3 separate regions of the Mus musculus genome follow, and regions 1 and 2 are each linked to region 3. Evidence: chromatin contacts called from public HiChIP or PLAC-seq data. All regions are on one chromosome and are shown on one strand. The core of a region is the stretch at or near the end of the contact, and the rest is flanking DNA. Distances in the headings are between cores, read along the strand shown.

Evidence for each region. HiChIP or PLAC-seq counts read pairs in DNA pulled down with a chosen protein or histone mark.
Region 1: an H3K27ac HiChIP or PLAC-seq map of the NIH/3T3 cell line shows a contact between it and region 3, with 4 times the contacts expected there. The contact joins the enhancer-like site here to the promoter of Thap12 in region 3. A contact is called at or near these places in 1 of 39 promoter capture datasets (cranial neural crest), 3 of 115 datasets of contacts at active chromatin or transcription factors (the NIH/3T3 cell line, embryonic forebrain and embryonic limb bud) and 2 of 9 other capture datasets (adipose tissue and embryonic stem cells).
Region 2: a contact with region 3 is called in an H3K27ac HiChIP or PLAC-seq map of CD8 T cells, with 11 times the contacts expected there. The contact joins the enhancer-like site here to the promoter of Thap12 in region 3. A contact is called at or near these places in 1 of 39 promoter capture datasets (pre-B cells), 1 of 484 Hi-C or Micro-C datasets (nephron progenitors), 2 of 115 datasets of contacts at active chromatin or transcription factors (CD8 T cells and thymic regulatory T cells) and 2 of 9 other capture datasets (adipose tissue and liver).

What each region holds. Positions count from the first base shown.
Region 1 is chr7:98,956,596-98,959,887 of GRCm38.p6, reverse strand. The region is part of intron 12 of Uvrag (UV radiation resistance associated gene); the gene reads left to right. Among named protein-coding and RNA genes, the nearest start is that of Gm33827, 82 kb to the right of the region's middle. Within about 2 kb of position 1,692, at least 23 of the 459 cell types and tissues checked have an H3K27ac peak or open chromatin away from gene starts, as enhancers often do. A contact at or near this core is called in embryonic limb bud, where this site is marked.
Region 2 is chr7:98,562,706-98,566,097 of GRCm38.p6, reverse strand. No RefSeq gene overlaps it. Among named protein-coding and RNA genes, the nearest start is that of Gm23040, 57 kb to the right of the region's middle. Within about 2 kb of position 1,312, at least 80 of the 459 cell types and tissues checked have an H3K27ac peak or open chromatin away from gene starts, as enhancers often do. A contact at or near this core is called in CD8 T cells, adipose tissue, pre-B cells and 1 more, where this site is marked.
Region 3 is chr7:98,701,753-98,705,384 of GRCm38.p6, reverse strand. It overlaps Thap12 (THAP domain containing 12), which reads right to left and starts at 2,138. Exons shown (of 5, transcript NM_028410.2): 1 at 1,907-2,138. The coding sequence starts at 1,995. It overlaps Gm15506 (predicted gene 15506), which reads left to right and starts at 2,457. Exons shown (of 1, transcript NR_144495.1): 1 at 2,457-3,632. It also overlaps the pseudogene LOC108167485.

The DNA.
Region 1 (3,292 bases), core at 443-2,942, 250 kb before region 3:
TGAGAATGTCATATGAGGGTGCAAGGACCCTCCCCAGACCTGACCCTGAGGGTCACCTTCGAGTCAGTTCTGATAGTGGTCTTGCTCAGTGGACAATGCTCAACAACAAAGACCTACATGTCTGAAAAGTACACACACACACACACAAGCACACTACCCATGCAGTGGGTTCATAATTACTTTAACAGATAAGTCTAGGCTGTAGAAATAATTTTCCCTCATTAATTTTCAAGGCCTCACGGGTGTCAATGCTGGGTGATGCTTTCCAATGGTGTGGCTACTCTGGGGTCACCTGTGCTGTCAGTAAGCCCAGAAAACTCGCTGGCTCCCCAAGTTGGACTTTGGTAGAGTCGTCCTTTGGTCTGTCCTTGTCCTATAAGGAGGTGCTAGACCTTTGCTCCCTTAACAAACCTAAAAAGAAGAAAGCTATCTCCTCACCTCTCCTAGGAAGCTGCTGGAAGGCGGAATCTGTTAGCACACAGGCATAAGGTGGGTAAGAGGGAGCCATCATCAAGAGATAGAACCCCCGGAGGGGTCAGAGGATAGAGGGACACAACACCTCAGCTCCCTTGGACCAGTGGAGCCAGGGAATGGAGGACTTGGAGAAAAAGGAACCAAAGAACCACGGAAGGCCTTCATCCCAGCAAGAGAAGAGTTACATCACTTTCAGATCTGGAAAGAAATTAGACACAGACAAACTTAGCAGTGAAAGAAGAAAACAATAAACCTAGGTAGCTGCCTATGAACTCAGGAAAGCCAACTTTAAGAAAAAGGACTGCACGGATTATATATCGGATTATAGATTGTGTGTCTTGGATCAAAGTAATCTCTTCTGATCTCTTTGTAGTGGTAATAGTGTAGGATCGTTTGTTGATGTAAGCCAAGCTGTGGTGGTAACTGTCCTAAGAGTGAAGGCAAAAGGACATGTGGGTGTTGGGGAAGAAGAGGGGTGAAATATAATAGAGCTAGAGTCTCGTTTTTTCCCCATGGATTGTCAGGTCATTTTTAAACCTCACAATCAAACAGGCCAAGAAGGGTATTAATCACAACGAGAGTACAACTCAGGGCGGGACTTAACGGGTTAAGAGTAATTGGTTCTGGCATCTAGGAACTGGGGATAGAGTTCCTGTATTTTAGCTAGTAAACATGTAAGTGGATTTTGATTTAACCATCAAGCTTGTAAAAACACTTCAGACTCTTAAAGCCACATACATGCATCATTTTTGTACAAGTAAGCATTAATTGTTTAAAGTGTGATTTCATTCGTTTGTTGGTAGATGAATTGGAACTGTTGGATGAGCATTTACTCAGTACTGGGCCCCAGGCAGCTGAGGTAGCATGCGAGTGTCAAGCAAAGCCTCATTCCTGCTGCCCCAGGGTGTGCGTGCGCTTCGCAGTGCAAGAGAGGCTTGGATCTGTAAAGGCGTCAGGACAGACACTTGCAGCAGGCCTCAGACAAGGAGGACCGGAATCTGAGATGCCCTGCCAGCCGCGGCCAGAATTAAGTCCTGGGGGGGGGGGGGCAGGAAAGAAGTCTGGGGGAGCTGCGGGAGGCGGGGCTGACTCCTGCTCTGCTAGACATTTCTATTAGTCACTTTTTCCTGGGGATTTTCTCCTGCCCTCGCACCCAGACACTCTTAATTTTGTTATTGACTTTACCATGCTGGGTTAGGTTGTTGTGCACTCTCCCCTGGCTCCCTGCCTTCCAAACTTTGGGTCTAATTTAGAGAGGGATGAGGGAAGGGAGAAGAAAAACTTAGTTATGCCTGGCCCAATGTAAACTACTCCACTCTCTGCCGACCGCACAGGCAGTGAGATATAGCTGTTATCCTTTTTTCGAAGTACTGAGATAAAGTAGTCATATTCAATTTAAACATAGTTTTTAGAATTCTCAAGAGTAGTGTTGGACACATCTAGTTTTTCAAAGAAATGTAATAATTTCATATTCCAGAGAATTCATCCCTCTATTATTTGTGAGAAATGCTTCTCAAGGCAGTTGTGCAGAGTGTGTGTGTGTGTGTGTGTGTGTGTGTGTGTGTGTGTGTGTGTGTGTGTGTGTGTGTGTGTGTGTGTGTGTGTGTGTGTGTTCGAATGTAGGGGTTTGCACCCTGGATTTGTTTTCTTTTATATTGTTGGGCCCGAAAGAGGAAAGACTGGCTTAGAACAAACTAGCAGAGCTAAACCATATGTTTTCTACCAAATTAGAAACAGGTGAAGGTTGTTAAAATCCAGCAATCGCTTACCAAAGCTTTAGCTTGGAGTTTGTATTAAAGGCAGGTGGTTATATGTACAATAAAAGGCCGTCCCCAGCACACCGGCTTATTGATACATATGTGATTGATCTTTCTGGATAAAACAAGGCGGAGTTAATAAATCACTGCACATAGCTATAAAGATGTTTGGGCTTGAAAGCCTCTCCTGTAAGAGCAAATGTGGGCCCTGAAGGAGATTTATGAAGCAGAGATCCTTTTAGCTTTACTTAACAGCTAACATCTGACTGACCCAGGGGGACCATGGGAATTTATTGCCGGGCCATTCAAATATTTGAGCTGTTGTGTGATGTAGAACAGGTAAAGATTAGCCCAATAACAAATATGAGGCTGTAAAATAAAATGAGATTTCGATGGCGTGTAAGGACCTGTCAGAGGTCAGGTCCAAATGACTGGTCAGACTGGGGAACCAACCCTTGCTGCTAATTAAAAGGGATTACACAGGGCTGGATGTTACACCGGTTGCTGTCAGCTCAGCATCTTTGGAGTTTCCTCCACTGAAGGCCATACTTTCTCCTGTGACTGAGAAACTCTGAATTGCCTTTCTGTTCTCCGAAACTGGGCAAGATGATGAACTGAAGTGATTTTTTTCAATTTCATAATTGAAATACATCTTTCTCAAATACATTGTGAATGTATGGGTTCCTAGACAGCATATGCACTTGGAAAAATTGTCAGCTAACTTATGTGCATAAACTTGAGCTTTGACATCCAGAAAGCAGGCATTTAGCCTCTGTGATACATGACCTAAAATTAGCCTTCAAAGCTTAAGTAGTTAACAGATTTATGGACAGTTATTGAAAACTTAATGTAGTGGAGTTCTGTGAACTTATCTCCAAATCTTTTATTCCCTTTTATTTATGTAAGTCTGGAAAGTAATGATGTGTGAGTATTGTTCCTGGGACTTTAGTAGCTGTATTTAGAACTTTAATGAGGCCATTGTTATTGGTGTCGACAATTGCTGCCTTTTTGATTTAGCCCTAAACTCAAAATGTTGTCATGAAAGTTAGGTCGGTTAGAGT
Region 2 (3,392 bases), core at 63-2,562, 140 kb after region 3:
CTCAAAATTGAGTAAAACGTTTGTTACAGGTTCTGGGATGTGTATGAGGATATCAAATTTTAAGTTTCTAAACTTGCTTACTTGCAACTTTATAACTCCTCATGGACATATATTAATTTTTAATCAAGTTTCAAGATATATGTTTGACATAAGTCATGTTTTTTCCCATTCCTAATTTTTAAAAAAAAAAATTCATCTTTCAGATTTTCCCTTGGATTCTATCAGTGAGCATGATTCACGTGACCCTGGGGGTCTTTGGAGTTTCTTAGATTTGCAGTGCAGCTCAGTTTCTTATCAGTGTGCGGAGGAGATCTCTGTGTATTTTACTTAAGTTTGGCTCCGTGGGCTGGAGCCGCTGCTCAGGTTTTAAAAGCAGGAACTGTTCAAGCTTCCACTCGAGTTAGGATCAGGAGCCTTCCAGGAGGTCTGACATCCTCTTCTGGATTCCGTGGGCACCAGCATTCTTGAGCACATAAGCACACACACACACACACACACACACACACACTTAATACTAATTTTAAAATCCTTAAAAGTGGTTCCATTTCCCAAGCATTACAGCTGTTTCTGTATCCATGCATTTGGCTTGCTCTTCCCACAGTCGCTAACATCTTACAGAGGCTACTTTGTTTACTTGGTCCCTCAAGCCTTGTTACTACTCTCTGACTGTTTCGTCATGAGTGGCTGAATCGTTAATGGGGCCACTTTCTGTAACATTCTAGCAATGGTCCCACCGGGTCTACCTAATAACAGCCCTCCAATTAGTCTCTATCAGGAGAGCTTTGCTGTCCTAAGTTCTTAAAGTTGATTTTTTTTTTTTTTTTTTTTTTTTTGCCTACTTTGACAGTCTTCCTCTTGTGGTGGTGGTGAGTAATGGACCCAATTTGTTTCTGCCACACAGCACACAGTAGGGGCTCAGGCGATGAGCCATTGTGACCCTGTGCCTTATAGAAGCCTGTCTGGGTGTGCTGTGATGGAGAGTAAGTTCTCTGTTGGGGTGGGGACCTGTGTCACTGTTACCCCACTGTCTGGAGGACCAACAGGACTTTTTTTTTTTTTTTTCCCAAGAAAAGGCCGGTGTTTCCAGAAAGATATGGCTGAGAAAAACCAACCTTCTCTGAGGTCACATATCTGTTTCCTAGAAACTAGATGTGAGTGAGGCCAGGCCGGTGCCCGAGTCACAGCGTACATTTCCTGTTTTTCACCCACTAACTAATAAAGTTATTTCCTTCGTGTGCTGTGTGACTGAGCAGGAAGGCCCCATGGCTTCAAGGCCTGAGGCCAGCTGTTATCCACCACCCAGCTCCAAGTGGAGGGCGGAAGTGGCCTGGGCTCCCCTGGGGAGGAACTTCCTCTCCATCAAGAGAGTCAGGCTGTACTATCCTATCTGTTGTGCCCTCCACGGCCCAGCAGTCACAGTGACCCTGGGACATCACCACAGTCCACTCTGACACCTCTCAGGCTCTGTCCCTGGCCTGGAGTCTCCTGGATGTCTGACCAGCACTTCAGGCCCCGCAGGTCCTAGATGGACTTTCTTTTCCTTAAATATCATATGGATTGATTGGCTTAAGGAGGGTCTTAAGAAGCTTAGGCCCACCTCAAACTAGCTATGTAACCAAAGATGACTTTGAACAGCCCCTGCCTCCTGAGGGTCAGAACCACAGCTGTGTGGTGCTGTGCCCAGTTTAAGGGGTGCTGAGGATGGAACCCAAGCTTCATTCATGCCAAGCAGGCATTCTACAACTGAGCTATACTCTCAGGCCTGCAGATGAATCCTAGTGTCTCCTTGCCTGTGTTCCTCACTGTACTCCTGGAGACCACAGTCCTCCGTGTTGGCTCGAGGCGCCCAGCAGCTCTGCCATAACCAAGGAAGACATGTCTGTGCAACTGTTTCCAGACTCTGCTCTGCCCACCCAGCCCCACCTCGGGTTCCACTCACAGACAGTAGTATGGCCTGGCAGCACTCCTGCCCTCTAGTTCTGGGAGCTTCTCTGAGGCAGGTGCAGGCAGGTCAGATTCAGCACTGCGCTCCTGGAGCCCTGCCCCAGCTGCGACCTGGGAAGACTGCAGAGAGTTTGTCTGTCAAATAAGTGAATTTTGAATGAATGAGAGGAAGGAATAAATGAATTGTGAATGAATGAATGGATAGGTGGGTGGAGGGAGGGAAGGAATAAATGAATTGTGAATGAATGAATGAAATTGTAAATGAATGAATGAATGAATGAATGAATGGAAGGAATAAATGAATTGTGAATGAATAAATGAATGAATGAGTAAAAGAAGAAAGACATACATAGAGCCTCTGTGTTTTCTCCAGATGTTGATCTGCATCCCAGCTTCCCAACCACTTTCCCTGGTTATGGTTTTCAGAACACTTTTCTTCCCCCAATAGCCAGAATAAGCTGGCCTTGAGGACAGGACCCTGGTGATCAGAAAGCAAAAGACTTGAGCACTATGCTGCTATGCTACTAAGTGGCTGTGTGGCCTTGGCTAGTCCCTTCCTGACCACTCCTGCCCCTCTTCTTTCTGGTGTATAGAAAGTATTGAAGGAGACTTCCTTCCAGTGTCTCCTGGCGGTCCCTATCATCGACTGGCCTCCCGAACTCACCCAGGCAGAAAGACTGGGTATGGATACGGGATCCTGATGCTTCTGGGACTACTGCCTCATGGACGCTATTGTGGACTTACCTACCAGCTTCTCTGTCTTGAGGGCTGGGGTTCTGACTTGCCTTCACACACTCATCAAAGCATTGTCTGTGCCAGGCTTTGTATGGGGCTGGGTATGGTGGTGGGGATCACAGCCATCTCACAGTGAGTGAGAGCTGTGCACGGGACTTGGTGCCTCCCTGCCAGGGTTGCTCTGTCTGTGGGAGATCAGAACCGGACACAGATGTGAGCACTTCCTAGCACCTGTTGGAACAAAGCATGCTTTAGCTGCTCGGCTGTGCGAGGGACTTCTTGAGAACCCCTGAGATGCTTATCTTTGCCCCACAGTGCTTCTCAGAAGGGGCCTACAGCTGTAGACTGTACAAACCCTGGCGTCTGGGCCCCAGGCCCCTCCCTCCAGCTCCTCTGTCTAGAAGACAGAAGGCAAAGCTATAGGTGGTCTAGTCTAGGGCAGAGTGTGTTGTATGCAGCCCTAGTAGGGATGAAGGAGACATGGAACACTGACCTCACCTCATGATGGATGGATGGAAAATGAAGGAAAATGAAGGATGGCGCCACGCTGGCCAGCTCTGATGTTGCGTCTTACAGGTCAGTCACTCACCACACCACCATATACATAAAGATGCACAGGCACACGGATGACCCCTGGAGTTGGGCCTACAATTCCCATTTCCCAGATGTGGAGATAGAGAAGTTCCGTCCCTTGCCTAAGAACACGTTGCTGA
Region 3 (3,632 bases), core at 889-3,388:
TAATATCTTCCGAACAGACTAATACTCCAATCTTTCTTATGTCAGTAACTGTTTTATGTTAAAAACTTCTGTAACTCTAACACTTTGGGGAGTGGAGACGGAGGATTGCTGGGGTTGGCTGAATCTGGCTACAGGTTCAGTCAGATCCTTCTTAAAGGAGGAATAGAGCAAGACACAGGATGCCCTCTGGCCTCCACATACACACACCCCATACCCACACATAATCTCAGAAGTTAGTCTTGACTCTTTTCTCTTATAAACGACATCCAAATTACTAGTAAATCCTGTTGGCTTCATCTTCAAACCTTATCTAAAGGCATCAATTTCCCTCTTCATCCTCTTCTACTGATCTGGATTATTGCAACAGTCTTCCCTTGGTCTTCCTGCTCATATCTTTACTTCCCTACAACTAACAAGCAGCCAAAAATCCTGTTAAGAACTCTTGCAGCTCTAAACTCTCCCACTTCACTCAGGATAACCACCAGAATATCTTCCATGGACAACAATTTCCTAAACAATTTCCGTCTCCCATATAAACCTCATCAGCAAGCATGCCTTGACTTCACTCTTACTGTTTCCAGATGCTTTTCCAACATATTGCACAGCTCTCCCCTTCCCCAATTCAATTTTTTTTTGTTGTTGTTCAGATTCATTATGGTGAGACTTTTTTCTGTTATGTTTAAAATAGAAACTGTGCCTCCGTTTTTTATACTTTTTTTTTTAAACGGGTTCATGAGACAAGACTCACACTACAGCCCTAACTGGCCTGGAACTTACTCTAACCCAGGCCTGCTTCAAATCTCAATTCTCCCTGCCTCCTCAGCGCTGGGATAACAGACAATGTCCACTGCTCAGCTCCCTGGCTATGCTTTTTTCTTTAATCTGCTCTGGTATATGCACGAGCGTTTTGCACTTTGAGCATACCTGGTACACAGGAAGGCCAGAAGAGGTTGTGTAATCCCCTGGAACTGAAGTCACCTAATGTGGGTATAGAACCCAGGCCTTCTGCGAGTATAAGTGCTCTTCAGCATTGAGCTATCTTTCCACCTGTTCCCTAGCTAAAAGCCCTTCCAACCCCTGCTGTATTTTTCTTCAGGATATTTTTCATTATTGGACACGGTATTATAAATATTTTACTTGCCAATTTCCCAAGACTTGAATGTAACCTCTGAGAAGAGGGATTTTCATTGGTTCATGTTACCCACTCTCATACTCTGACCAATTTCTACCAACTGTCGGCTTTCAATAAATATTTGCTCAATTAATATCATGCTATATTCAGCGCTCGTTGATAGATCTGCTCTCTCTCTCTGTGGATTAGGTGCTTTCTGCCGTCCGTGACAAAATTCACTCGAGTCTCCAGCACCTGACATGAGTACTTCAAACATGGTTAAGCACTGATTTTTAAACGAATGAGCCAACAGGAGAGCTCTGAGAACTACCTGCAGTCTATCACACTAAGTCCCTATGATTCTCAGACTACGTCCCAGATTATAAACTACCCCAAGGAAAAGTGAAGTTGCAATACCATATTCCCACGCCCTCACACTTGTCCTCTGTGGTCCCAACAACCAAGGGAGACAATGAGTAACGGTCGGCATTTGAACACTGGGTTGACAAGTCCGAAGGAGGCAGTTGTGACCTGATTTAAGATCAAAGAAAGCGGCTCGCCTCCAAACAGAAACACTGTCCTAGAAGAGACCAGTGACGCGGGGGAAGGCAGGGCCCCTGGGAACACAGCCCTGGAGAAGGGTTACTTCTTTGACAGCTAAGGAACCGCGTCGGACCACCAAAGGCGCTAAGCGCCCACTTCATCCGCCTTCGCGCCCCCGGGTGGCACCCACTGGGCCGGGTGCCCGCGAGCGCACGTGCGCGCAAGTCCCTGAAGCTTCCGCGCCCCACTCACCTGGCCGGGTCCCGCGGGAACCTGAAGAAGGCCAGGTCAGACTGCGTGCTCTTCCGTGTGCAGTTGGGGGCAGCGCAGAAGTTCGGCATGGTCGTCCGGCCGCCGGCCGGTCCAGCCCTCCCCTCCCCGCCTCGTCAGGGCAGCGCGGCCGCCCCGCGGGGCCGGGGAGGGGAGCTGGGCCGGCCGGCCGGCTCCGCAAGGCCGCGCGCGGAGGAGGGGCTGGCGCGCGAAGCCGCGAGGGGCAGGAGGGGCGCGCGGGCCGAGGCTGGGCTGGGGCCGCGGCTCCACAGTGCTGTGTGCGGCCGGGAGGATTTACCGCCGCCGCCGCCGCTGCTGCACCTCCAGCCCGCCCGGGACGCTACCGCCTCCTTCCCACAATGCACCCTGGCGCTGGAGGGTGCCCTCTCTTCCCTCAGCTATCCGCCCCCGCCCTCTTCGCAGGCGACCGTCCCTGCGGGCGGGCATGCGCACTCGAGAGGGTCGGGCCAGCTGCGTAGTCTCAATGCACATGCGCACAACCCAACCCGCGCAAGGAAGGAATTGCGCATGCGCTGTAGTCTCCCCGGGACTGGCGAGCGCAACCCCGGGTTATTCGGGTAGGTTTGCTGTGTGCGGGTTCCTGCAGATCCAGGGCAAGCTAGAACGTTACTTCACGGCTGCGTCTGCCCGGCTTGTGTAAAAGTTGTCACGGTTCATGCGTCCATTGCGTGAGTCACCGTAGACTCTTAAAGGCAACAGATTCGGGATGACCCTTGCGATTGCTTTGAAACAACTCGCGGGTTGAACGCAAACATGAGTTGTAGAGGATTTAATTTTTAACCCGTTTTGCCTTCCGGTTACTCTGTGACCGAATTAGTGCTAGATTGCTAGCCGCACACCTTGACTAGACGCTAGGGTAAAAGCTCAGAAAAGCAGTAACTTCCTTGGTGGTTTCCAGAGAGGCAGGAATAGTGCAATGATTAGGCCAGCAGCACCCTAGAGATTTTTACCTCAGGCTTCTCACAGTCCTGGCCTGATAACGTTCCTGTATGGTTTTGTTTCAAAATGAGTGGCCGCTATTTAGAACAAAGTATCAAATTTTGCGTAAAATCGAACACGTCTGCAAGTAAGACCCACCACTTTTGAAAGAAGCGTATGGGGGTGAAGTGGTGTCGAGGGCTTGAGTATTTGACTGGCACAAAAGGTTTAAAGAAGGGTGGGAAAATGTCTGAGATGATCCATGAAGTAGTCGTCCAGTCACCCACAGAACGGATGCAAATATCCAAAAGGTCACGGACTTTGTGTGAACAAGCAGTTAACAGTGAGAAGGATGGCTGAAGAAATTACATTTAGAGAAAGAAACCATTAGATTCATTCTGAAAGGAAACCTGAACACGAGAAAAACGTCTGTCAAAGCTATAGCAAGTATTTTGAAGGATCAGCCTGAACTTGGGGAAATTTGAGTGTCCATCTGGTCATTCAAAGGAAATTAAGAACGCTAGTTTATAGGTGAGGGAAAAGAGGACAAGTTCTGAGATGTGGAGTTAGCTGCAGCAGAGTGCTGATGAGGAAATGGCTCTGCCTGTGTAGAATCCCAGAAGTCGGGCCCCTGCCAGCCACCTTCTGCAGGGAGCATGCTCAGAGAGTAGGAGATCTGACGACTGCTACGGTATCAGACATGGAGATGCAGCGTTTGGAGTTTGCCCAGCTGGTTTCCTGTCTTGCTATTGGGATTACAATAAAGTGA